6 separate regions of the Mus musculus genome follow, and regions 2, 3, 4, 5 and 6 are each linked to region 1. Evidence: chromatin contacts called from public promoter capture Hi-C data. All regions are on one chromosome and are shown on one strand. The core of a region is the stretch at or near the end of the contact, and the rest is flanking DNA. Distances in the headings are between cores, read along the strand shown. Region 1 holds the start of 3830406C13Rik (RIKEN cDNA 3830406C13 gene). Region 2 holds the start of Flnb (filamin, beta). Region 3 holds the start of Htd2 (hydroxyacyl-thioester dehydratase type 2). Region 4 holds the start of Pxk (PX domain containing serine/threonine kinase). Region 5 holds the start of Pdhb (pyruvate dehydrogenase (lipoamide) beta). Region 6 holds the start of Kctd6 (potassium channel tetramerisation domain containing 6).

The links. Promoter capture Hi-C pulls out the DNA fragments that hold promoters and counts their contacts.
Region 2: a promoter capture Hi-C map of pre-B cells shows a contact between it and region 1. The contact joins the promoter of Flnb here to the promoter of 3830406C13Rik in region 1. A contact is called at or near these places in 2 of 39 promoter capture datasets (cranial neural crest and pre-B cells).
Region 3: a contact with region 1 is called in a promoter capture Hi-C map of pre-B cells. The contact joins the promoter of Htd2 here to the promoter of 3830406C13Rik in region 1. A contact is called at or near these places in 2 of 39 promoter capture datasets (cranial neural crest and pre-B cells).
Region 4: a promoter capture Hi-C map of pre-B cells shows a contact between it and region 1. The contact joins the promoter of Pxk here to the promoter of 3830406C13Rik in region 1. A contact is called at or near these places in 5 of 39 promoter capture datasets (the HPC-7 cell line, cranial neural crest, frontonasal cranial neural crest and 2 more) and 1 of 484 Hi-C or Micro-C datasets (CD4 T cells).
Region 5: a contact with region 1 is called in a promoter capture Hi-C map of pre-B cells. The contact joins the promoter of Pdhb here to the promoter of 3830406C13Rik in region 1. A contact is called at or near these places in 2 of 39 promoter capture datasets (cranial neural crest and pre-B cells).
Region 6: a promoter capture Hi-C map of pre-B cells shows a contact between it and region 1. The contact joins the promoter of Kctd6 here to the promoter of 3830406C13Rik in region 1. A contact is called at or near these places in 3 of 39 promoter capture datasets (cranial neural crest, frontonasal cranial neural crest and pre-B cells) and 1 of 484 Hi-C or Micro-C datasets (CD4 T cells).

Annotation. Positions count from the first base shown.
Region 1 is chr14:12,282,294-12,285,693 of GRCm38.p6, forward strand. 3830406C13Rik (RIKEN cDNA 3830406C13 gene) reads left to right here and starts at 1,910. Exons shown (of 5, transcript NM_178141.3): 1 at 1,910-1,964; 2 at 3,092-3,175. The coding sequence starts at 3,123.
Region 2 is chr14:7,816,281-7,819,680 of GRCm38.p6, forward strand. Flnb (filamin, beta) reads left to right here and starts at 1,677. Exons shown (of 46, transcript NM_134080.1): 1 at 1,677-2,163. The coding sequence starts at 1,872.
Region 3 is chr14:8,078,432-8,081,831 of GRCm38.p6, forward strand. Htd2 (hydroxyacyl-thioester dehydratase type 2) reads left to right here and starts at 1,882. Exons shown (of 6, transcript NM_001348727.1): 1 at 1,882-2,081. It overlaps Rpp14 (ribonuclease P 14 subunit), which reads left to right and starts at 1,882. Exons shown (of 6, transcript NM_025938.4): 1 at 1,882-2,081.
Region 4 is chr14:8,096,369-8,099,768 of GRCm38.p6, forward strand. Pxk (PX domain containing serine/threonine kinase) reads left to right here and starts at 1,843. Exons shown (of 18, transcript NM_145458.4): 1 at 1,843-2,048. The coding sequence starts at 1,947.
Region 5 is chr14:8,171,446-8,174,845 of GRCm38.p6, forward strand. It overlaps Pdhb (pyruvate dehydrogenase (lipoamide) beta), which reads right to left and starts at 1,547. Exons shown (of 10, transcript NM_024221.3): 1 at 1,446-1,547; 2 at 1,319-1,372; 3 at 1-85. The coding sequence starts at 1,487.
Region 6 is chr14:8,212,480-8,215,879 of GRCm38.p6, forward strand. It overlaps Kctd6 (potassium channel tetramerisation domain containing 6), which reads left to right and starts at 1,602. Exons shown (of 3, transcript NM_027782.3): 1 at 1,602-1,863.

The DNA of each region.
Region 1 (3,400 bases), core at 660-3,159:
TCACTCTAAAAAACACCCAGATTTAACTAACAAAATGCAGGCTATAAGAACTGATGCACTATGCGGTTGCCAGAGATTTGTCCTCATCAGCTAGTTGTCTCATGGAAAGGATCACAAATGTGATTTGTCATGAGAGGAGTTATGACAGCTAATCTTTAAGCTGAGAGGAAGAACTTTTATGGGTAACTATACATGATCAAAATATATCTAGATAATCTTTAAGTTTCTGTGATATATTCCTGGTTACTATTTTCCTAAAGATTGCAAAATTTATATACTATCTCTTGGTTTGACAGTAAGGCAGACAATGACTCAAAAAGGAGAGGCTCTGAGGAAAATTTGTAGTTTCTCCCAATTGTACTGCTATGCAAACATGCCCAAAGCATGAGGGTACATAAAGTTTGTCTTAATAAACATGAAAACATTTTAATAGTTAGATTGTCTGTTCACATAGTCCAAAAATAGTTAAAATTTATTTTGAAATTCTATAAAACAAACAAGAATGCTTTGTGACTATGCAAAGGCTATTTTATTCATGGGAGAGCCCAGAACACAGAACCATTCAAGGGTCTATTTTTAAAGAGGGAGGGTGTGAAGCAGTTTAACAACAGATCTGCCAAGCACAGGTTACAGTGCTTCAAAATCAGGAGAAATTTCACTCATCCAGTTAGAAAATGCACAATAGGAAACCAAAGTCAAAAATATTTTTCTTGATGCTGGAGAGAGATGGATCCAGCAGTTATGAGTTCTGGCTGTTCTTACAGAGGACAAGAGTTCTCATCACAACAATCAAATAAAGAGTCTCAAGGGGATCTAAATCTCTATTCTGCCCTTTGAGGACACCTATATACATTGTAGCATACCATCCCAACACACACACACACACACACTCACACACAAACACATACCAAAATTTAAAGGGAACTTTACAAAACACAAAATGTTCTTTTGTTGTGGAAAAAAAAAATGTGGCTGGGGAAGTGGGAAGTCCCACACTGAGAATGAAATAATACCTCTATTGAGAGAGTAGCATTATAAGATAGGAAGAGCCAAGTATCATAGTCCATGCCTTTACTCCCAGGACCAGAGGCAGAGAGGCAGAGAGGGGGAGAGGCAGAGAGGCAGAGAGGCAGAGAGGCAGAGGTATGTCCTGTGATTTAAAGGACTAGCCAGGTCTACATAGTGAGACCTTGCCCTAGAAGTAAAGAAGTGAAGATACCTAAGTGTGTAGAAAAGAGGCTTTCAAAATAAAGGACACACTGAGTTCAAAGTGTCTAAATTCGGTGCTACATTTAATGTAGGTAACCTAGGAGGAAAAACTCACTTAAATGTGTTCTGTTTACCCTTTACCAGCTGTGCAACTCTTAGTTAAGACTTTATCACTCTTCCATATCTCTATCTATAAGCAAAGAATAAACAGAACTACTCGCTCACAAAGTTATTTCAAGGAATAAAATGAAGCGTAAGGGTACACTTCTGCACATGGGAGGAGTGCTGTGGGCTAAACAACACAAGGCTGTGAACTTGCTGTGTTGATCTGTGTGCGACCTAGAGGCTGCTCTGCAGGCCTCGGATGAACAAACTTAATGACAAGTCTTTGGATAGTCCCCACAACACTCACGCCTTCCCCCCCCCCCCCCCCCACTGGAACATTCCAAAGGAGGAATATGTTACAGGGAGGAAGCCAACTGTACTCCCCGAAGACTTTATAACATATGCAGAGACCACTTTTTAAAAGCTTGAGCTATCACCACATCTTCTTCCAGGTTTCTAAGGCCCCTTTTGGGGAATCTTCCACAGTCTCATCTCCCTGAGGTGCTCGAACCCGCGCCAGAGCCAAGCCAAGCCAAGTAGCTGGGACTCTGACTGACGTCAGGAGCGTAAAGTACGCAAACATGGCTGCCTGACCACGCCCAGGTCTTGCGCAGGCGTCGTCCATGGCGCGTTCCCGGAAGAGCTCAGAGGTGGGCGCAGTGTGGTCACAGCCCGTAGCCCCTGAGGCAAGGGGGGGATGAGGAGGAAGCTAATGAGGGGAGCCAGGTGACCAGAAAGGTTTTCCAGAGTTTTCTGGGACGAAAGGCGGGACTTGGGGTGGCCGTTGGGCGCTTCCTCGCTTCAAAAGGCAGAGTTTTTCTTGAACTGCTCCCGAAGGAGAGGAAGAGAGGCGGCAGGAGTGGCTTTCCAGGGGCGCCTGGACGCTGCCCTGGTCGGCTGCAAACCTCGCCGGGAGGAAGGCGAGGAAGCCGGGCGTGAGGTGGGCCCTGGGCGGAGAAGGAGCCTGCTGAAGGGCCGGGCAGGCCCCTGTGCAGTGTGCGGAGCACCCAGAGCTCGGGCGTCCGGTCGCCATCCGATCCTGAGCGAGCGGCGTTTAATTTCAGAAAGTTTAGGGAAGTCTCCTTCACGGAATGTCAGTGTTGGATGTGTCTCCCTTTGGTGGGGCACCTTTAGCTTGTGTGCTCAGCCTAGCGCGTTCAGAGCACGTCATTAGCCCACCATCTATACTTGTGCAAGTACTTTAGCCAAGGGGAGTGGTGCCTGGTGTAGTGTGCCATAGGAAGTCTCCAAACGCGAGTGCTGACTTGCTAGAACGCGGCGGGCAGACTTAATCGACTTTTTCCTAAGTTACACATGTAAAAATACTTCCCCTGTTTGGAAGGGTCATGGTAGCACTGAGCAGTCTTCCGCTAAAGGCAAGACCATGAGTTCCCAGTTGGTCCTCAGACGTGTTTGCCTTTCTGTCTATGAGTGTGTGTTGAATTTTTAGGTTTTTTTTTTTCTTTCTGTTAAAATGTCCATTAGTCTTAGTGCCGGCTGTTTGTTTGTTGAAATTCTGTTTAAGATTAGAGCTTGGGTGGAGGTAGCAGATATGAAGCGTCTTGAGTTTACCTGATCCATGGTGTTTTGAGTGAATTTGACAAATGCAAAAAAAAAAAAAAAAATTAATAAAAATGTGCTTGAGTGCATTCTTTCACATTACACATAAAATTGTCAGTTTTCTCTTTTGAGAGAATTAATGTATTGTTTCAGTACTAAAACCAAATCGCACAGTTGAACACATGGGTAAAGATAACTAAATGTTTTTATTATTTAGCAGAAAACTTATAGCCCAGCTTTGATTAAAGATGGCTTCCTTGTTTACTCAAGAAATTCACCTTTCTAAAAGACATGAAGAAATGTAAGTTTTTGAAAAAGATACTTCAAATACAGAGTGTATGTTACCTTTATTAGTGAAACATGCACAGGAAGACAAAAATGTGAAAGTATCATTTTCTGACAGGACATTTTATTGTAGATAACTTCATTGTCTCTTAAGAATGAGAGTAAACGACACAATTATGTTCTAAACATCCACATAGCTATTTATTTTTATATATTAATATCAAAATGTTCCCTTCCTTCA
Region 2 (3,400 bases), core at 427-2,926, 4.5 Mb before region 1:
AGGACTCAGAAAGCTAAGTCACTAAGATAAACTGTGAGGTGTTCTCCTAGTATTATTACTGTTTCTTCCATACCAAAGGAAAGTATAAAAGCTGGAATGAGAGCAGACACTGGGAGCCTGAACCAGCAGAGGTCAGTGACAAGAGCTTCCTTATAAGGCAGGAAGGACTGTTGGGCTTTCTAGTATCAATCTCCTTGGATTGATATGTTTGCAGTTAATTGCTTTGTGGAAATGAGTAGAGCAAACACCCCACCCAGGGCAGGGACAGGATGTAGATTCTTCAGGCCTGAAATGTCAGGCTGTAGGTCTCACACGATGGGTGTCCCACACCCCAGTTGATTCTGCATGCAGGATGAAGGCTGCCCCCCTCAGTCTGCAAGCACACATCCATCCATTCACCCACTCACTCATCTGTCGTCTACATCTCATATGGCAATTCTACACCAGGTACTCAGCTGTAGTTGAGATCACTCTAGACCTCTTGCTGGGGTATGCAGACCAGCATGGAACAGATATCATTCATGTCAGACACGTATCTTCAGTTTCTTCGAGACCTTAGATCTCCATCTGCTCCTCGACACTGGGGGGCCAGGGGGGAGACAGCCAAGCTGAGCTGAGGGCTACCAGGCTTGGGATGTGGAGAGAAAGGAACTGAATTCTCAGGCAAAGGGAAGAGAAGAGGGACACCGGTCAGTAGGTGCCATGACCCATTTATCCGGCCCTTTCTTGGCCATCATAGTTAAAAAAAATAAAACATAACAAGATCTTCTGGACTAATCAATTTGCCTAATACAGTCAACAGGGTCTTCAAGAGAGTTCTAGGAAGACCTGACTATGGAGAACTGAGGAGATGACAGGGTGAAAAAGGTATCTGTGCCTTGTTTTACCGGCTTTGAAGACAAGAAAGGCATCGTAAGCCAACACATGCACCTAGCGTCTAGAATCTGGCACGGCAAAGGAGCAGATTATTTCCCAGAAGCTCCAGCAAGAAATGCCTTGGGCCAATGAACCCCAGACGGGACATCTAACTTACTGACATGCAAGACAGGAAATCTGTGTTACACCAGCAAAAAACTTCTAATAGCCATAGAAAACAGTTCGTTTTCACTACTGCTACTCAGATGGACGTGGTATTGGACTTTAAGGCTGAGTTCCTTTTCTTTCTTTCTTTTTTGTTTTGTTTTGTTTTGTTTTTGTTTTTTCGAGACAGGGTTTCTCTGTGTAGCCCTGGCTGTTCTGGAACTCACTCTGGAGACCAGATTGGCCTCGAACTCAGAAATCCGCCTGCCTCGGCCTCCCAAGTGCTGGGATTAAAGGCATGCGCCACCACGCCCAGCTCTGAGTTCCTTTTCATTTAGAAATCAACGTGTCTAATTTACGTGCAGACTCTGAGAAAAACACTTTCCTCTCACTGAACCTATAGATGGGTGGCATATTCCCTCTTGACGCAACCATTCCTTCTAGGCTAGTCCCCCGCCTCCTCGTGTGCCCTTATTCTAGGCCTTTCCCAAGTTACTTTCTCCTTGCTGGGCAGTACATCAGGTTGGGGATACTTAGGAAGCACCACCCCACCCTACCCTCCGGCGTAATGCAGGCTTTGGACCGTAGAGGGCGAGCGCAGCTAAGGAGTTCGCTTCTATAGGGTAGAAACGGGGCGGAGCCTCGGGGGCGGGGCGGCGTAGCGCGCAGGCGCCAGGCCAGGCTACTTCGCGCCCGGGGACGGACGAAGGCAGTCCTGATCCTGTTGCGGCTAGTATAGCAGCGCTTTCTAACCCTCTCCCCACTTGCCTCAGTTCCCCTTCCCCGGGCCCTTGGGGCTTTTCATCTCAGTCCCTGCAGCTCGTTGTTTCCGCGTACTCTCTGCCTCCAGGATGCCGGTGACGGAGAAAGACCTGGCGGAGGACGCGCCGTGGAAGAAGATTCAGCAGAACACGTTCACGCGCTGGTGCAACGAGCACCTCAAGTGTGTGAATAAACGCATCGGGAACCTGCAGACCGACCTGAGCGACGGGCTACGGCTCATCGCGCTGCTCGAGGTGCTCAGCCAGAAGCGCATGCACCACAAGTACCATCAGCGGCCCACCTTCAGACAGATGAAGCTGGAGAATGTGTCTGTGGCTCTGGAGTTCCTAGACCACGAAAGCATTAAGCTCGTGTCCATTGGTGAGTGTTGTGGCCAGGCCCTAAATTTGCAGTAATCGGGGGGTATCCGGCAGCGCGCCCCACTGCGCATCGCTTCCCGGGTGTGAGGGAGGGGGAGATGGTCCTGGGATGAGGACCTAGGAACATAGGCCTTTCCGCGGTGCCATCTGTGGGCTGGGACCTGGCGTGATTGCTCGACACGGTGCTCCTGGCGGTGCCGCTGCAGTGTTGGGGTGGGTTAAGCACTCAGACCTTCCAGTCACACCTGGAATTTAATTTGCGGGAACTCCTGGGATTGCTGGGGAAATCGTCTGCTGACCCTAATGACAACGCCGTGGACTCAAGTACCAAATCCCTACTTTACGCTAGCCAGGTGCGCCTAGAGCTGAGTGACCCGCCCGGCTGAAAGGGCGTTGGCTTCGAGTCTGGGCGTGGAGACCTAGGACGCGACCGCGACCGCTCTCTTGCTTAGGATCTCACCACCTAGGTGGAGACGAGGACCTGAGACCCTCCCCTTCTTAGACCGGAATGGGTGTGGGCTCTGAGGTTGGAAGGGGCGTCACAGGGGAATGTCCTCACTTCCTAGCTCTGGCTCAGCGCTGGCCGGTTCCTTCAGGTTGAGATAATTTAGTGGTTGATAATAATTAATGTGTGTAGAAAAGGGCTTGACTGGCGCTGGCTGTGTGGCTCTCTGAGTTATTGACGTCCGGTGGCCTGAGATGTTCTTAGGCCCATTTTACAGAAGAGGGGACGTTTACCGGGCTAATTGACGTTCCCAGGGCCACCTCCAATGTGGTCCAACTTAGAAGTAAAGCAGTCCCCACCCCCTTTTCCTGGGTCTTCCTGAGAGAGTTTGAGTCCTGCTTTTTTCCTCCCGCCTTGGGTGAGAGAATTAAGACCTCGAGTACTTTAGGCTTCTAAAGAGAAAACAGGGCTCTTGAGAATGTGTTTTGTGATGGACAAGGGAGGTGTGTATTATGCCCGGGCTCACTTGTTTGCCCCCGTAGGCATTCGTGTGTGCACATATAGCATCTATTTATGAAAGTTTTTTTTTTCCGTACACAGTGGGTGTGCAAAGTATTATGTAGAGGATGTGTGCACTTCGTGAAAGGGATTCTTAGGGCTGAGGTTTCTTCCTGAGGAAGCAAGGCCATTCTAGTGACTCCAGTGACAGAAAGGAAGGAAGGTGGGTGTGGCTTCTGGGACTTTCTCTAGTGGAAAGGGGTTCCCTCTGGACTGAGCCTCCTCCTGGCCTCGC
Region 3 (3,400 bases), core at 632-3,131, 4.2 Mb before region 1:
AAATCTCAGCCGTAAGATATTTCCTAGTTTGCTAGGCCTATCCTGGAACTGAGTTATGCAAAGACTCTGAGAGTCTAAAAAAAAAAAAAAAAACAAAAAAACAAAAACAAAAACAAAAAAACCACCACTCAAGATGGGCGTGGTGGCGCACGCCTTTAATCCCAGCACTCCGGAGGCAGAGGCAGGCAGATTTCTGAGTTCGAGGCCAGCCTGGTCTACAGAGTGAGTTCCAGAACAGCCAGGAGTACACAGAGAAACCCTGTCTCGAAAAACCAAAAACCAAAAACCAAAACCAAAAACAAAACACTCATAAAATCTCAGATAATAATCACTGACAAAAGATTTCTTCAAAGCTTAGGTACCATAACTTCCGATTCATGTCAGATACAATAGTTCTGCTAAAATTCTGCTATAATTACCAAAATACAAACTAGTTTTGAGAAAGAAAATGCCCCTCTCTGGGGTCTGTGTTAGCTTTTCCCCCTTATTCCCCAACAAGCCTTGTTTCCTCTGGGCAGGAAGGAGAGGAAACAGAGGCCACGACTTCAGAGCATGGCCAAGGCAGGAATGAAAGCTTAGGGGACAAAAATATCAGGTTTTTTTTCCCCAATTACAGGAAAGGCCCCAACTTACCTGGGCACAGGCTTGGCTGTGCAAGGCATACTGTTACCATCACTACTGTGTCCCACTCAGGCCAAATCAACGCTCATCTTTTTAGTAAACTCAAGCTGTGTGACCACTGGTGCCAAGGACTGCAATATGGTGATGAGCCATCACCAAGTTCCCATACCCAGAGACTACCTCAGAAGGCAGTTGGGTTAAGATGGTGCTCCTGAACTAGTCTGGACAACACTGGCTGCTTTAGTTAGGGTTTTACTGCTGTGAACAGATACCATGACCAAGGCAACTCTTATAAAGGACATTTAATTGGGGCTGGCTTACAGGTTCAGAGGTTCAGTTCATTATCATCAAGGTGGGAGCATGGCAGCCTCCAGGCTGAGGTGATAGTTCTACATCTTCATCTGAAGGCTTCTAGCAGAAGACTGGCTTCCAGGCAGCTAGGATGAAGGTCTTAAAGCCCACGCCCACAGTGACACACCTACTCCAACAGTGCCACTCCCTGGGCCTAGCATATACAAATATCATACTGGCCAAAGCAGATAATCTGTATTAACACTGGCAACCATCAAAGGCAGACAATTTAGTCTCTCTCTGGCCTTCAGTTCCCTTATGTAAAACAGGGACTATTGCAATAATAGCTGCCTTAAGGTTGCTTGAGGGTTCCATTAGATCACTTACGTGAAATCTTCTGCACAATGCCTGGCCCAAACGTAAATATTAGTTGCTATTATAACTGTTAAATATACACGGTATGTCACATGAATACAAGGACCATATCCTATTCTCCGGAGTTGCCAGCACTCAGAATAGTCGCTAATGCATAACGGATTCTGACTTGGTGATTAGATACAGAAGTGGAATTACTTACATCTGGAAATAGGAGCAGCTGGATTTTTCCACATCAAAACAGAATCTCTAGTGTATGTTAGGAGCCACATTGGGAAACTGACAGACGATCTTGTCTTTAGTGCGTGACACGGATGTTCCTGAGATGGCAAGGCTCAGATTTAGCTTGGTGGTAGAGGACTTGCTTAGTATAGACAAGGTTGTGGTTTTGATCCCTGGCATTGCAAAAAAGAAAAAGAAAGAGAAAGCAAGAAAGGAGAGGGGTTGTTTGATATAACCTGTTGAGCATAAATGTAGAAATAAATGACCATGAAGAGTGTCTGACGACAGTTCCGAGGGTGGACGCTAGAGGGCGCAGAACCTGTTCGTCCTCAGCCCCCGCTGAGGGTTACGCACTAGTTCAGTGACCGACGCGGCGCGGTGACGCCACGTCCTGTTATGCGTCTGTGGGGCGGTGCGAATGTAAATATCACCAGTTTTCCAGGTCCGAACTTGGGCTGCTGCGTGGGAACTCCGACCCATGCCGAATTCTAGCGGCGTGCAAGAGTCAGGAACGCGGTTATTCCAGTGATCCTCTCCGTCCTGGGCCGAGGCGGTTTAGCCTCGCGGGGCAGGTGCGCATGCGCGACGCGGGAGCACGAGGTGGAAGTGTGGCGGACCTCAGGTTCTTCGCTGCTGTAGTGTCAGTCTGAGAGCCACCGCCGGGCTCTGTACAGCGCGGCTTAGGTCCCGGATACAGGCGGTGACCGGGAGGGCTGATCCGGCCGTTTGCTGGGCTCACTGCCCTTGATGTGGGCGCAAAGTCAGTAGCGATTGTTAATGGAGCAAGGTTGGGAACAATCTTACTCTTCGGCAGTAGGGGATCGGCTTTTTAAACAATTGCTTTAGTTATGTCTTGTGTCCCCCAAATGTTCAAGACACCGGTTCGTGAGTTCGTGAGAAGCACTAGGGTATGAAGCAGATCTCTGTTTCGGAGTGCAGACACTGAAGCAGAAGGGGAGAACTTGCAAGAACTAGGCAAGGAGGGTATGGTACCATAATAGATAGGATGGGCAGTGGGACACATTGAGTAAGATCAGAGAGGCTGGAGAGTGTGAGACACGTGGCTACCCAGAGGCGATGCCGAGGCCAAGAGGAGGAGGAAGCCCAGAGTGTTAGGTCTTAAGAAATTGTTTCAACACGCCTTTAATTCCAGCGCCTAGGAGGCAGTGGCAGGTGATCTGTGAGTTTCAGGACTCCGTTACACAGAGGAATAAACGCTAAACAAACAAACAAATTAATTAATCCTTTCCTTAAAAATCCGGCATTTAGACAAAGGTCGGGATTCCTTCAGGGATTTAAGAAGGTGGTTCCTACTTCCTAAAAGGAGTCTTATTTCTGGCAAAAGCCGTATTGCTTCTCCATTAACCTGGATGGTTACCTATTAGTATATCGAAGTCTATGCTAGCCTCTAGGTTCTCTCAGCCCATACTCACAAGTTCCTGTTAGAGTGGTCTTGGCTGACACACCCCTTCCCCTGCCCTAAACCTCTCGTCTCCAGCTCCCGAGATTCGCTTCACTTCCCTCAGCTTCTCTTTCCTATGTAAGTCAGCCATTTCGATTATGCGTTATGTATGCAGTCTCCTGGTGGGTCTCTCTCTCTCTCTCTCTCTTTTTTTTTTTTTTTGGCTTTTCGAGACAGGGTTTCTCTGTGTAGCCCCGGCTGTCCTGGAACTCACTTTGTAGACCAGGCTGGCCTCGAACTCAGAAATCCACCTGCCTCTGCCTCCCAAGTGCTGGGACTAAAGGCGTGCGCCATCACACCCGGCTTCTGGTGCATCTCTTAATCCTGCACACTCTTGGTCCCTCTTCTTTCTCTTGCTCTTTTCATGGCCAGTCTATTCTATTGGCCAAATTCAGGCTGGACCCTTCCAGATACCTCTGGCTGTGCTCT
Region 4 (3,400 bases), core at 593-3,092, 4.2 Mb before region 1:
CTGAGCCATTTCTCCAGCCCATGATTGTATAATCTTATACTGGGGATTAAGTGCTTGTCTTTACATGGTATACGTCTGTGTGAAGCTCTCATTGCTTTCTTAAGTATAGCCCTCTTAGAGATAGAATCGCAGTCTCAAGGTGAGATGTGGTCAAGCCTTTCATATGCATTATTAAATCCCAGCACAACCACTCAGCTTATTACATGGTAGGTTCTCAGTAAATCAGTAAATACTCACTGAGTGACTTAATGCCTTCCATAAGGGTTAGGCCACTTTATATTCCCACCAACGAAATATGAACATGGCCTTGCCTTGATGGATCCCCACCATGACCAGAGTAATAATGCAGACTTTGTGTTTCTGTTCCTCTGACAATTAAATACTCCCTGTCCTTAAACAAAGCAATGGAGGAAAGGAGTGGAACCGTCCTAAAGTGACACATGGTTTGGCTTTAGTGGATTACTGCTCTAAAGCACATAGGAATAAAAATGAGATGCAAGAAGAGGTCTCATTGATTTAGGGCTAAATTAAGAAGATCCCCAGGTCTCCTCTGAGCATTGGCCCCTGAAGGCACTCTGGTGTCACTTGGCTCCTTGGGGTTGCCCAGCAATCTCTAAGCCTGAACTCTGAAGAGAATAACCGTCAAGAGCAATCTAGACCTTTGCTATGATGTCATCGCAGTGGTGATGGATGCACAAAGAAGCTTGGTTTCTATGAATAAAATAATAGAAATTCAGTGGAAACAAGCAGAAATAAATCTCTGTTCTGTGAATTGTCAGGATGGAATGCATATTGTTTGAGATTTTAAATATGTGCAAAGTTCCTTCCTGTCCAATTGCATTCCTATTACACATTCTACATGGCATTTACTTAGTTTTGCCAATGGAAGAGTGAGGTCTCAGGGTGTGTGTGGTGTGTGTGTGTGTGTGAGAAAGAGAGAGAGAGACTTATTCAAGATCACACAGACCCTCAACAGGGTCCTAGTCATCTGATCTAAGTTTAATTTCATTATTATCCTGGAAGGCTGTGGTCTTGGGTTAAGGTGAGCAGGGTAGATTTGGTACTGACAAGTTGATCATCAAGTTTGATAGTTCTGAGTTTGAGGTTCTTGGAGCCTGTTCTAGGACCGACCAAATATTCTCACCGTCTAAGAGATCTGAGTGTTCTTTGGTTTCAAAGACTTTAAAGCTCAACTGTGAGCTAGGACCAAGCATACAAGCAGGGAAATCTTTGCATCAGTTATTTTATTTTATTTTTCCACCTCTGTCTTAAAGCTTATTGTTTAAAGATTAGGAACTAAACCCCGTGGGATCCAGTTATGAGAGTGTGGCACCTAGGTTCTCCTGAAGATCCAGGTTTAAAACATGAATCCAGATTTGGTTTACAAAGTTTGGTCTATAAACTCAGACTGAGAAGCCACCCTGAAGTTGTTTTTTGTTATATCCTGAGTCCTAAGGTCCTTGGGCAGGAAAGTGTGATTAGGAGCAGTAGGGTCTCAAATCTACCAGCCTGAGTTTCTGAACGGTTCATCTGAAAAGCTCAGTTCTGTTAGAGTCCAGAGAAGCAGTGCGAGATGTGGTGGTAATGGTTTAGTTTTGTGCTCCTCGCCCGAGGCCAGGAGCTCACAGTACTGAGTATACGCTGCGGGGGCGAGGAGGCGCCAAGAGAGCAAGGGACATAATGCCTCTGACTGCAACCATGGGACGACGATAGCAGTCACCTACCCTGCCGTGAAGAACGGCGCTAGGACCCAGCGAGGTCGGGCAGACTGGTGTTGACAGCCGGCAGGCAGAGACGACCGGCGCTAGGACCCGCGGGCGGCGGCGGCGCGCGGGGCGCGGGGCGGTGCGCGTTGACAGCAGCGGCGGCGGGACGCGGCGGGTGGCGGGGCTCGGCGCCTCCGGTTCCTGCCCCGGCTTCAGAGGCAGCGGCGGCGGCGGCCCGGGATGGCCTTCATGGAGAAGCCGCCGGCTGGCAAGGTGCTGCTGGACGACACGGTGCCGCTGACAGCGGCCGTCGAGGCGAGCCAGAGTCTGCAGTCGCACACGGTGCGCGGCTGGGGCGGGAGGCCGGGGCCGAGGGCGGGGGCCGGGCGAAGGCCGGACGGCGGCGCGGCGCGGCAGGGCGCGGGCACCGGAGCCGGGCAGGTGTGTGAGCCCGCTGCCTCCCTCCTGCCGGGCCGCGGCCGGGGCGGCGTGCCCGCGCATCCCAGACCCCCTGGAGTGGCTTAGGGGAGCCCTCGGTGCTCGTAGTACGCACAGGCGAGTTCATTTCTGCCACATGCAGTCTTTTATGGGGCTTTAAAGCCACGCTTGCTTTCATTTGCCGGTACTTCCCCCCCTTTTTCCTTTTGGAAAGGTGCTCTATGTCTTGTAATTTACAAGCAGTAAACCCTAGGAACCAGTAAAAACCGGGGAGCTTGTAGCCTCTAGGACTTGATCGAGGAAATGATGAATGGGGTGGGGGTGGGATTGGGATTCCTGAGATTGTAATGTTTTGTCAGGCCAGCAAATCAGATTCCAGCCCAGAGTCTTGTTTATCAAGCAGTGTTTGGGGGTTCATCATCTGGAGGCTAAAGCCCCACAAAAGCCTTCTGTGTCTCTGTCTCTTTGTCTCGCCGTCTCTTTTTCCATCTCGCTGTCTCTGTCTCTTGTTTCTGACGTTCCCTGTGTGTTTATCTCTGTTTCTGTGTGTGTATGTTCAAATTCTTCGCTAGTCAAAGAGATCTTTCATTCTGATGTATTAAAGCAGGACTTTTTAGAGCCCTGTTACCTCTCCGACAGCCTTGCTTTGTAGGTCAGGATTGTTGAAAGCATTTATTCTCACTTAGAGAAATGACTGTCTTTTTTTAAAAAATGCACTTTTTCTCCCAATGGTAGGTAACATCCTAAGTCCTATTGTAGAAACTTATGAAAGGCACCAAAAATCTATGAGTTTGTTGCGCTTGTAATTTGTTGCAAAGTGAGTATTTAAGGCCATGTTTATGGAAGGTAATAATAATTCTTTCAAATTATGTTTTTTGACTGGATTACTGGCAAGTAAGTCTTATAACCTCATAGGGTGTTTTAGGTCTATTTAATACTAAAGAGATGGATGCTCAGAGACCACTTCCTCTAGAAAGCCTTCCTTCCTGCGTAGCTATTACCCTAGGCAGTATGGACACCAGGATGGTTCTGTAATTTCCTCTCTTCCAAGCTTTGACAGGAGGGTCTCTGTCTGATAGCATCTCATATGTGTCGATTGAACAGATCAGTGAATGGATTGCAACCTCACTGTGCCCCGTTTCCTGTTTGTGTAGAGATGGTTGTGAAAGTCGGAACAACCTGGCTTCTGCTAACAGGTCAGTGTGGAGGTGAGAGATGTAATGGGTTCCATAGTCACTCCAGAACTCGTCATTAAA
Region 5 (3,400 bases), core at 297-2,796, 4.1 Mb before region 1:
CAACTTCTTCCCCAAGCAGAAAAACTTTTTCATCTCTTTCTAGTTCTTCATCCATACCTTGATTAATAGCTTCACGAACTGTCAACTGTCACAAGTATATAAACAGAAAACATGCTACAGGATTATTCAGGAGACTATGGAAACCCCCTTCCTTATACTTACCTACACTGCCCACAACATAACACATAAATTTAACACTCATGCAGGCAGCCCACATTCCAAGAATCTGAGGAGGCAAGGTGGCCAAGCCTGCTGAGTTTCATCTCCAGTTTCCTACATGGCGGAAGGAGGAAACGGATCCCCTGCACATTGACCACAATGTGCATGCTCACACACATAGAACGTAACAAGTACCACTTATGCCAACTAATCTTCACTAGGCGTCAGTGACAAGCTTACAGAACACTTCTGCTCTACTGCTTCATATGCACGGGCAAGAAAACTGAGCGATTGCTAAACCAGCTCCCAGGCAGTTTCCTACGGAGGAAGCATGCCAGGCTGTTTTACCAATACACTTGAAGTACTAAGACTTAGAGAACTAGCAAGGAAGGTCTAACTATGGATACTAACTACGACTAAGTATTAAGCGTTCACTAGTGCACAACACTTGACATCCACAATGCAGGTGCTGCTATGCTACTACAGTAATGTAGACTGATAAAATCCTTCTAGATATATATATGCCAAAAAAAGCATGTATCTGCAAGCCAATGTTCTCAGCACCGTAACAAATTCAAAAGATAGAAACAAACCACCCTTAAATGAATGTATAAATAAAACGTACAAAGGATATGATTCAACGTTCCAAAGGAACAAATTCTGATGAATGTATTCTACAATGTGGATGAACCTTTTTAAATAAGCCAGACACAAAAGAACAAAAGATTCAACTTATATGACGCTCTAAAACAAGAACTCAAAAAGAGCCAGAAAAGTACAATACAACAGCGGCCGAAAGAGTGTGAATTATTATCGTGTAAAGTTCTGGAAGTTGACAGTGTAGACCGTGAATTCATTCGATGCCACATTTGAACACATAAGATTTCAAAGCTACATTTTACCACAACTCCAGGGTGGGGATTAAAAGTCAGGAAAGCAGGTGGTTGTCTGTTCGACTGCCACCGGCCTCGAAGGGATGGTTACCAATATGAATGGCACCGGGCGAGGACAGAGGCAGCGCGAATCATCCGCAGGACGCGGCCGCTGTCAGGGTCCAAGATGCCACCTGGCCCTGGGGCAGACACGACCCCGATCTCTCAGGCCTGCTCCCGGGCCCCAGGGCTCCCTCCCGGCCTTGCCCGACGTCGGGACCGGTTACCTGCACCGCTGCGGGCGCCGAGCGGTGAAAACGCCTCTTCAGCAGCCCGGAAGCCTGGAAGGGAGAGAAAAAAGGGTTCAGAAAGGGCACAGGGCCTACAGTGGACGCGCTAGGGGCCGCTACCTACCTGCCGCAAGGGTCCCCGCACCAGACCAGCCACCACCGCCATCTTGCCCGTGTCCTCTACTAGCTGCCGAATGACAACACAGAAGCGCCGCAGAGCCCGTCTGACGCAGCCAATAGTAGGGCGTGACACCTTTACGTCCCACCTCTGTTCGGCAAAGCCAATAGAATGGTAACTGAGAGTCCCGTCTTCCTGAGGAAGCCAATAGCAAGGCGCTATTTCATAGGCCCCGCCCCCAGGCTTTGGCAGAGCGCGCCCTCTGGGCCCCGCCTCTGCATGCGTAGCCAACGGCTAGTTTCGACGCCTGCGAGCCCCGCCCACCTAGCGAGTCGCGGTCCAGCAGAGGTGACGTGAGGCTGCTGTTCCTCTCTGACCCGGTGCACTGGAGATAACTTTGCAGACCGCTTGCAGAGGCTGTCATGCACCTAACACGCCCTACACTCAGACTTGACTGCTGACTGCTCACGTGCTGGGACTGAGTCAGTGCAGCCTGATCCGACCGAGGCTGCTAGGACCGTAAAGCCACCCCTTTGCGGGCACTGAAGGACTTTGAGCAACGTGTGAATCTTGCACACACAACAGTGGAGGGTGAACCTACCATTATATGAAGGGCGCTGTAAATTGAATGTGAACAATAGCTTTCATGTAGGCACTAAGCGTCCACTGTGTGCCAAGTACTGTGATGTGTGCTTGATAAGTGCTTTTAGGTGGTTTCTGTTTGTATTATCTCCATCCAGGCGAGAAGAGGTGAGGAGGTTGTTCTGATCTTGCTGAATTTAGATGGCATACCGGGACTGGAGAAGCCTGAAACATAGCTTTAGCAGGACAAGAGACAGTTGAGAATAGATACTTAGATGTGGCCTTTATATTCTGCATTCAGTCTCATCGACTGTAAAAGGACACTGAGGTATGGGATCACCTCCTTCCAAACCTCCCTCATTGCTGCCATCAGGTGGTCACCATGTGAGATATATCAAATATGAGTCTTTCTTTTTTTTTTTTTTTTTTTTTAAGATTTATTTATTATTATATGTAAGTACACTGTAGCTGTCTTCAGATATACCAGAAGAGGGCATCAGATCTCGTTACGGATGGTTATGAGCCACCATGTGGTTGCTGGGATTTGAACTCTGGACCTTTGGAAGAGCAGTCGGGTGCTCTTACCCACTGAGCCATCTCACCAGCCCCAATATGAGTCTTTCTATCAAAAATTATATAAACTTGTGTTTGGGACAAGGACTTCAAATCCCCTCTCCTGCCTTGAAAAACTTTAATGTAAGTGGTTTTGGTTTTTGTTTTTCCTCACAAGGAAGTGTTTTTATGTGTAGTCCTGGGTGTCTTGGAACTCTCTCTGTAGACTAGGCTGGCCTTGAATTTACAGAGATCCACCTGCTACTGCCTTCTGAGTGCTGGGATTAAAGGTTTATGCTACCACCAACCAGTCCATAGTTTTTCTTCTTACCACTATTTTTCTATGGCTTAAATGTTCCAAATTCTATTTACTAGCAACTTAAATATTGCATTCACTACATTGGCTTTAGTGTTCTCATCTATTCAAACTATGAAGTTTGCTTACATCAGAGTCCCCTAACTTCAGAGTATATGTGAACAAAGACACTCTTTCATGTAACCAAAGGACATTCTGGAAATTGATGTAGACCAGGCTGGCTTTGAACTCAGAGATCTGTCTGCCTCTGCCTCCTACTAGTGCTGGGATTAAAGGAATGGACCACCACACCTAGCTTTGAGCAAAAGTTTGAATCTTTTGATTGTAAATGGAAGAAAATATCTAATAAAAAAGTTGAAAAAAAAGTTTGAATCTTCCTTAAGCATAATTTATGCAAAGGCCCACTGCTTTGTTCTTGGAATTCAACACCTGGGGCAATGGGCCTTCCTTTCACTCCTTTCCTCTTCCTCTTGCATTTCCTGATTGCTGAGTCATCTAAGGATAGCCATTG
Region 6 (3,400 bases), core at 352-2,851, 4.1 Mb before region 1:
CCTGTATGTATGATTTTGTGTCCTGATTTGCAGGAGCATATTCCCATATTCTTTTTAAAAAGATTTATTTATTATTATACATAAGTACACTTTAGCTGACTTCAGACATACCGGAAGAGGGCATCAGATCCCATTACAGATGGTTGTGAGCCACCATGTGGTTTCTGGGATTTGAACTCAGGACCTTCGGAAGAGCAGTCAGTGCTCTTACCCGCTGAGCCATTTCTCCAGCCCTATTCCCATATTCTTAATTAGTTTGTATCCTTGCTTAGATGTCAATGTAGCCGTCCATTGTGTTGAAGTCCACATTGCTTATTTAACCTATCAATTTGATTTTTGGAGAAAAAATAGAATATTAGATGATGATCATACATATAAAAACTAGATTTCAGAACCACCTCACAAACATGCAGATGTGTAAACCAGGTAAGTTTCTGTTTTGTTCTTTTGAGAAAGGGTCTCGTTATGTAGCCTCATCTGTCCTAGAGACTAGCTATGTGGGCCAGGCTAACCTAGAGCTCACAAGAGACCCACATGCCACTGCCTCTAAGTGCTGGCATTAAGGATGTGCACTACTTTTACTATGCCTGGCCCAGGTGAGTTTCTAAGGCCAGTGGCTTTTCACCCATGTAGAAGTGGATTGAGATCTGGCTAGCTAGAAGTGGTGGCTTTTGCATCTTGTCTATGCATGGAATCCAATTAGCCCTGCAGCCTTGATGTCCTTCCTGAAGGGACATTACCCTTGCCAGTCCCATCCAGACTAAGATCCTCAGAGGTATTACACAGGATGACGTTAGTTAGCTCTGCCCTTCTAACTGGCTGCTCTTCTCTGCCTAAAAGGCTGGATCGGTGGTCCCTCTAAGCCATTACTTTACAGAATGGCCTGCCTTAATATATAAGGCCAGGAGTCTTATATATTAATACATTAATAATATTAACTACATTATTATGTATATATTAATATAATATAATTACATCAATATTAATAACATTAAATGTATACTAATATTTTATATATATCAGATCGTCACATCTTCCCTTATTCTCCAAGGCAGCCTTCTTTTTTTTGTTGTTGTTTTTTCAAGACAGGGTTTCTCTGTGTAGCCTTGGCTGTCCTGGAACTCACTTTGTAGACCAGGCTGGCCTCGAACTCAGAAATCCACCTGCCTCTGCCTCCGGAGTTCTGGCGTATGCCACCAAGCCCGGCCAAGGCAGCCTTCTTATTGGACCGCTCTCACCAGGATTCGAACTTGTCTTGTGTGTGTCTACTGGCTGCTTTTTTGAGTCTTGAGACGCGCCTCGGTCTGGGTGGCTGCTCTTCTCTCTAAGCCCTGCATGCGATGAGGTCTATCGACTTAGTGAAAACAGCTGAGGAGAAACAGTTGCGGAGAAGGAGTCCTGGGCAAGCAGGGAAGAGACTGCTGGCGGCCAGGAGGAGAGGCTGAAAGCGGAGGGGGAGTTAGGGGCGTGGCCTGGGCGGAGCTCCGCGCGGGAGTCCTGGGCGGGGCGGGGATAGGAACGGGACGGAGGCGGGGCTTCGGGACTGCTGCAGAGCCCGCCTGACCACGCCGCCCCGGCAGCGCCCAGAGTGCCCGCGGCGATCCGGCTTCCCGGCCTTCGCCCCGCGCCGCCGATAGGGGGCGTCCGCGTTCTCGGCGCCGCGACTCTGCTGAGAAGGCGCCGCCCGCGCCGGGCAGCTGGAGCCGCAACTCCGGGCTCCGGCTCACTCGTCCCCTCTGCCGCCGCCGCCGCCGCCGCCGCCACCGCCGCCGCTGCCGCCGCGGGGCGCGGGCTCGCTCGTCCCCGCGCTCGCGCTCTCGGGCCGCCGGCGTCTCCCGGCCGGGTCGCCTCCGCGCTCGTGCAGTGAGTGGGGCGCGAGCGGGGCCTGCGGGCCGGGGCTGCGGGAAGTCGGGCTGAGGAGAACGGCGGGTGGCGGCCGCGCGTCCCCGGGCTGGCACGAGCCCGCGGCGGGGCCTGGGCGGGGAAATCGGGGACGCGCGGCCGCCTCGGGCTTTGGGCTCCGGCTCGGGTTCGGGGCTCGGTGCGCGTGGCCGGCCGGGCTTGGCTTGCGGGAGACCGCGGAGTAGGGACCAGCGGGCTCTGCGGGGCAAAGGGTTGGTGTTTTGGGGAGTGGTGTTTATTAGCCGCCACTGCCCTAGTTTAAAGCTCTGCTTTTTGGGTTTTGTGCACAAATTGCAGCTTTTTACCGGAATTTTGGGATGTCACGGCGATTTAGTGCTGGGTGTTAAGAGGTGATCCTTGGCGAGGTCGTGGGGAGCCCCTGCAGCACCTGCTGGGCGATGGCAGCGGAGGCTGTGTCTGGGGGTGGGACGGGGAAACGAAACGTGACTGAGATCCTGTTTGGATATTCTGCTGAAGTTGTCATGTTTCTGTTCTGTACACCAGTACATACAGCAAGTTGATAAACCTGGTTTCAGGATTTCGTGATGCAGACAAATAGACCGATGTGACCTGGTTTAGCTAAGAATGTCTGGGATAGCCCAAACAACCTGCTCCAATGTACCCCCCTTGGCAGGCTCATCTTTTTCGCTGTTGCAGATATTCTAGTATGGGAATAATGGTGGGGTATTACAGGCCCAAAGCCAGAAGTGTTTCAAAAGAGTAAAGATCTAAGTAGGTAGGGTGGGAGAATCACCCTTTGGATGAAAACCAGGAGCCCACACGGATTCTTAGTTTTTTGTAATACCGTAGGTAGAAAGATGGCCATAGAATTTGAAAATTTTTAAAGTGTATTTTAGCTGAAGCAATAGCGTGGAAAGCAGTCTTATGGTCACTCCTATGATCCATCGTCGCATCCTGGATTTTAATAGTTGGGGTCTATTTTAAACGGAACACGTATGTGTGTCTTCTGCTTTATCTTGAGACAACCCTGAGTCATGCTTTCTAGAAGTCCCGAGAGCTCACGTGTCTGTTTGTCTCTGCGAACGCTGGACATCATTTTACCTTTAGTTTTTCTCACGGCAACTGCGGTGGGATCTCCGGGAAAGGAGGGCCAGGGACGGGACAGAGTGGGAACACAGATTGGTCCTAACCTGCATGTTCGCCCACCGTGTCTGACTTACCTATTTAAATTTTGGTGATGCTGCGAGTAGTAAAGGGCGGTCTACTCAGGTTCTCACAGCCCTCTGCTGGCATGCTGCACGTGAATCCAGAGCGCCACTCCTCACTGCCCTGTCGGCCAGTTTTACCTCCATTGTGTTTAAACGGTGTGGTTACTTTTGGGAAGGTCATAATACCCATTTTGGTGGAAACTGAGGGAAAGTAGAATTTTATGATTTGTGACTCTGACAGCACTTAAGCTGGAGAGTATATATTCTTCTGGTTTGATACTGTCAGAAGATTCATAATTTCTTGTAGGACTTTCTCCCTTTTTGCCTAC